Regions from separate parts of the Mus musculus genome. Here region 1 is linked to region 2. The links are chromatin contacts, called in public Hi-C maps. All regions are on one chromosome and are shown on one strand. Each heading gives the region's core, a stretch centred on a gene start, on an enhancer-like site or on the middle of the called end of the contact. The rest is flanking DNA. Distances are from core to core; before and after follow the strand shown. Region 1 has its middle 4.8 kb from the start of Gm34938. Region 2 holds the start of Tom1l1 (target of myb1-like 1 (chicken)).

The links. A called contact is a pair of places that touch in the nucleus more often than the background predicts.
Region 1: a contact with region 2 is called in a Hi-C map of erythroblasts, with 2.3 times the contacts expected there. The contact joins the enhancer-like site here to the promoter of Tom1l1 in region 2. A contact is called at or near these places in 3 of 484 Hi-C or Micro-C datasets (the G1E-ER4 cell line and erythroblasts) and 3 of 9 other capture datasets (adipose tissue, liver and pancreatic islet).

The regions. Positions count from the first base shown.
Region 1 is chr11:90,726,549-90,729,298 of GRCm38.p6, reverse strand. No RefSeq gene overlaps it. Among named protein-coding and RNA genes, the nearest start is that of Gm34938, 4.8 kb to the left of the region's middle. Within about 2 kb of position 1,403, at least 26 of the 459 cell types and tissues checked have an H3K27ac peak or open chromatin away from gene starts, as enhancers often do. A contact at or near this core is called in the G1E-ER4 cell line and erythroblasts, where this site is marked.
Region 2 is chr11:90,686,292-90,689,112 of GRCm38.p6, reverse strand. It overlaps Tom1l1 (target of myb1-like 1 (chicken)), which reads left to right and starts at 1,512. Exons shown (of 16, transcript NM_001357543.1): 1 at 1,512-1,600. The coding sequence starts at 1,543.

The sequences.
Region 1 (2,750 bases), core at 154-2,653, 40 kb before region 2:
AAGAAGTTTGAGCCAGCACAGATTCTTGAGTCATGTGGAACCAGGCTTTCTTCTGGCCTCTCATGGGTCATGACTCTGACTGCCCCAGTGTTTGCAGAGAACACACACACACACACACACACACACACACACACCCTGCTCCATCTCCAATAGATTCAAAAAGTTCCAGAGTGCACCAGGGCCTAGTAAGCAACATCAAACAAGATACAGTCATCCTGAAATGCTTTAACATTTCTTTGTGTGTATAGCTGACAGAAAGGAAAGGCAAGGGCTTGGGAAAATCAACTTCAGGTAGACAGAAGCAAGTGTGGTCATAACACAGGGAAGGTGTTTCATAGCAACATTAGAATGTCTTATGAGACATAAGTACAGGCTGGATGTGTACAGTCGATGCTTCTATACTTTCTACATTATAGAGACGGGGCGGGGGGGCAGGGCTGAGCAGTAGAAATAAGAAGAAACGAGAATGTCAATGTCATGTTATAAAAGCCAAAAGGGAAGGGAAAAAATGTTAGAAGACAAACGGCAAGCGTGAATAACTCTGTTGAAAGGTCAAGTAATACGGTAATCCCCGGGACTGGCGACGGGGAGAATATTGCTCTGTCTGACAAGAGCAACCCAAGTGGAAGGTCGGAGATGGAATGAACCGAAAGAAGAAGGTCATATAGAGCTGCGGACTTGAGACCAGGTGTCTGTCTGCAAAGGGCCAAAGAGCAAATAATTTAGACATCTCAGTCCTTGCTGTGGGAGCTGCTCAGCTCAGCCATTGCAGGGAGAAAGCAGCCACAGACTACGGCTATGCAAGCAAAAGAGCATGGCCTTGCTCCAATCCAACTTTACATCTAGGATTTTAAACTTCATATTGTTTTACATCATGAAGTTTTTTTTCCCCACATTTTCCCAACTATTTTCAAATGTAAGGAAAAAAATCTTCTTGAGTCATATAAAAATAGATGCTAGACACAATTTGGATTGTGGGTCGGAGGATGTAGCCCTCTAAGGTGACCCCTTTCTGTAAGATTTTTCTATAAATGCTGTCGAAAAGATGGTAGCACATCTACAGGTTAAAAAAAAAAACGAACATGAGTGTTACATCAAGGGACATGTTTGTCTCTCTGTTTCTCATTCCACTCCACATGTCACATGGGACTTAACACACAATGAGTTCTCAGTACACACCCGCTAAGTAAATGAAGTCATTTTAACCCAGGTCTGACTGGTAAGTCTGGGTACTGCTTTCTCCTCTGTCCTTCAAGTGCACACAGAGTTTACAAACCTCCTCCCCAGCTCACTTAACACCCTGTGCATCCCTCACTCTTCACGGACTAAGCTCAGATCACGGGCTCCTAGACTCCTAGCCAGGCTGCCTACTTACCCTTTCTTGCTTAGAACCTCTGAGTGCTGGTGTCTGCACAAACCCAGCAGACACTGTGTTTCTTAGACTTGGAAACAGCTTCAGTACAGTGAGAATGAAGTATGCTTTCACCTAAATTCTAATGCTTTTTTTTAATGTGAAAAATACATTTCTTTAATAAAGATGCCTAGATTAATGAGCAGGGCTAGTGAAGAATAAAAAAGAAACAAAGAGGAGACATGCCCGCTTATATGCACCTGAGCATGTGCGTGCCAACAGCGTGGTTTTGCCCTGCCTGCCACAGCCTTCCATTCCTTCAGAAGCCTGCTATCTTGTCTTCTGCAGCAGCAGCTTGTGAGCTGCTTTGCCTGATAAGCCTGTCAATGGGTATAAACATTTTCAGGCTTTTCCAGGGTCTCTGGCAACTCTGTTGACTGAGGGAAGAGATAACCCTGAGTTTCCGGCATGACTAAATACTCCTGATCCACCAGCTGACTCTGTAAGCGCTCCCCTACACTCAGATCCGAGTCTGAGTTATCAAAGATCACTCGTGGAGACTCAGGTTTAAAAGACACCAGCATCACAGTGTCACCTCTACCAAAGCGACTTAAGGAGCCCGTGCTCATCTTGGACTCTCCTGTCTCTGAACTCCCATCACTGACAGGGCAAGCCAGTTGGGAATGAATCACACGCTGCACTGTGCAACTAAAGATCTCTGGCCAGCCACTGCTTAGTCTTATTATTTGCCTTTGCATGTTCTTGGCATGTTCTTGGTCATTCTCCGTAGTCTCCATTTCAGTCACACTGAATTTTCAGCCCCCCCCCCCTATTTTTTAAACAACGGATTTTCCTCTGCTTCATGTGATAGCTCAGCTTTGTGTTCTACGATATACCCTCCTCCGTTTCTCTAACTACATCTCTTTCTCTTCAGTCCTAATCCCCGCCCAGGATTTCCTCGAGGAAGTTTCCCCTGGTGTTGCACTGGCCTTTGTTTCTAGGTCCTACCATGCTTCCTGCTCTGCCTGATAACAAGCGCACAGGACATGTGCTCTAGTGTGAGACTCAGTTTTAATCTTTCAGCTTGCCTCCTATTTCAGAGACCTTGGTTCTGTCATTTAGACTCTCTGAGATCTGCCTTCTTATAGCTGAGTCTCTCCACGTTTGAATGTCGTCGTTGCCGTCATCATTATTAATTTTGTGGCTAGGTCTGAGTTGAGGAATTGAGACATAGTTTTACTATGGAGCTTTATCTGGCTTTAAGCTCATTATCCTCCTGCCTCCTGAGTTCTGGAATTATAGGAAACCCATAGTACTCAGCTAGGAAGGGAATTCTCGAAAGAAACTATTTTAAATAGTAATTCCCCTTTGGAAATAGAATAGACATGGGGGGGGGGAC
Region 2 (2,821 bases), core at 263-2,762:
ACCTCCTTTTAAAAAAGATTTATTTATTTTATGTATATGAGTACACTTGTAGCTGTCTTCAGACACACCAGAAGATGGCATCAGATACCATTACAGATGGTTGGGAGCCACCATGTGGTTGCTGGGAATTGAACTCAGGACCTTTGGAAGAGGAGTCAGTGCTCTTAACTGCTAAGCCATCTCTCCAGCCTTTGACTTTCTTCTTAATGTTGCCCCATCACACACGGCAATGAAGGCAAAATGATTTGCTAGGGACAGACAGAGATCAGGCTGCTGAGAGAGCCAAAAGAGGTTTTCAACATCAGCTGTAAAGACTACTTGACTGCCACAGTGGAGAGATCGCACCACATGAAACAGCTAGTGAGCCTGATAGGCATGTCCTATTTCAGGTAGGACTGACCTCATCATAAGAAACACCATCATAACAAAAATGCCGTATTTTACATTGTAGGATCCCGATGTTAACTCACTCATGGAGGAGGACAAACAGGGGGAGGTGGAGGAAGATTCCGGATCAATACAACAAATGATAGCCACTTGGAGCATAATGTAATTGGTTTTGACATCTATGCTAAAATATGGAAGACCAAAAACATGAGTCAGGCCAGGTCCTCCTGCTCTTTCTAGTCACCATTTCGGGGTGGGGGGAATAAACCCACTATTAATGTGAAGCTCAGTCCCAGTTAGCTACAGGAAGCAAAATCTACCAGCAGAGTAGCCCATCGTCTCAGGAGGCATCCTACAGATCAGAAGCATGGGTATCTGATGTTAGCCGTGCCGCGGAAAAGGAAAAAGAAATCTTGGTTCAAATAGAAACAGAGAGGTTTGGTTTCTTAATGTGGATTTACATACCAAACATATTTCCTGCCAGAGCCCCAGGAAAGGCCCCTCTCTCCTTTCACCATAAGGCTGGAAAGCAGGGTTCCTAGGAGATAGAGCTAGAAGCCAAAAGCTTGTGTGGTGGCGCCTCGTGGTCCCTCTTGGAAACGGGTGAAAAACAAAGCCCGGGCTCAAGGGAGGTCTTGGCTCTCCTAGACAGCCCATCCTCCTCCCAGTTCCGTAGATTTAAAGGGTAGGGCGCAAAAATCGGTTCAGGGACCTCCGGAGTGGTGATAGGCGAAGTCTCATTGTTCTGGAGGTGTGTGACTTGAGAGGTCTATGTCCTTGTCTGAATAAACCTTAGCAATAACCCTCGAGTCTGTGTTAGCAACTAATCCCACACTGTCTAGTCTCCAAAGAGAGGGGAGCGGTCTTCAGCCCTGCGGTGGAGATGTTGGAGCTGGACTCTGAGTTCGCAGGCCCGGGGTGCGGAGTCACATCACTCCACCCGGGCTCCCAGCCCACCTAGAGTCACGAGGTGCGGGAAGCGCCAGGAGCACGCGGCAGGTGCGCCAAGTCCCCCGGGTCCCCGCCCTGCTCGCTGCCTGGCGCCTCTCCGCGGCAGCCAAGCGCTGGAGCGGAGAGGAGGAGCCTCGGGCACGGAGCGGGTGGAGTCGGAGGGCGGTGGAGGCGGATTTCCTGGGAGGGCTCTCTGGAGCTACCATGGCGTTTGGGAAGAGTCACCGCGATCCTTACGCTACCTCTGTGGGTCACCTCATAGGTAAGGAGGCGCAGGGAGTAACATCCCGGCTGGCTTGGGGAACCGTGGGAGCTTTGCCGGTTCCACTCCATTCTCGATTGGAGGGTGGGGGGCGAGTTGGACCAAGTCGGAGGAAATGCTACCCTCCCCCGCAGCTTTCCCACGCCACCTGCGTGCCACCTGCGGCCACTTTCCACCTTTCTGAGTTTGGCTCACTCATACCAGAACCTCTCCGAAAAAAATGCAAAGTTCAAAATGCTGGGCGAGTGGAGCAAGCAGGTGGCCCGCAGCACAGCACTGCGTGGAGTATTGGGACCGCTGGGAGGAGAAAGTGGAAACTTCTTGACCCGGGGAAGGTTCTTCATAAAGTGCGTCGTCCACTCTCAGCACCTTATTGTTATACCCATTTTACAGACCAGAAAGAGAGATCTGAGACGCTAATTGACGTGATCTCACCCTGAGAGGCAGGTTTCTCCAAACCAATTTTCTCCAGCGCACAGCCCAAGCGATGTGAGCCGGCCTTTTGCTTAAAGAGGGAGATTGGGAGAGGGGCCGTCTGCAGTCACTGAGGCTCTTAGACCACGCATCACCCTCCAATCCAGCCAGCCTGGTCCTTCCTTATCCCTTGTGTTTGTGTTCTGAATTACAGAGGTGGATGCAGAAGTCACTGACTACATACAATTGGCTTTTTGCCACCTCAGCTCCCTTCTTTACCCTGCCCCCTCCCTTGGGGACAGGGTGTGGCACCAGGGTGTATTAATGACAGGCAAACTGTTGGGAACTTGGTGGGGTGATGAAATCCTATGAACCTGGTAGTTCTAAGACTCAGTCTCAGAAAGTTTAGATTGGAAGTAAGTTAAACTAACTGCTGCGGGGATGGGCCGCACCTTTGAACTTAAACCTGAGTTTCCACATCTTTACAATACTGCAAGAGAGCTGCCCTCTAGGAAAAGCACTGTAACTGCCCATCTCCTTGCTGAATAGTATGTCTTAGAACGAGTTCCGAGCAGAAATGGATCCTCGCTGAAGCTTCGCAGGCAAAAGGCACTTCGGCAATGTCCGATTATCCCTTAGTTTTGAAAACATTTAGAACTACTAGCTGGATGCCTTCGGGAAGGCATAGTCCCATCCCCCAGGGAACTTACCTGGTGATAAGGAGAATGGCCATATTCTGCAGCATCCACTGTTAAGATACCCTTATAATACTGAAAGATACCACGTAGTTTGCAAACAAAACTTTAA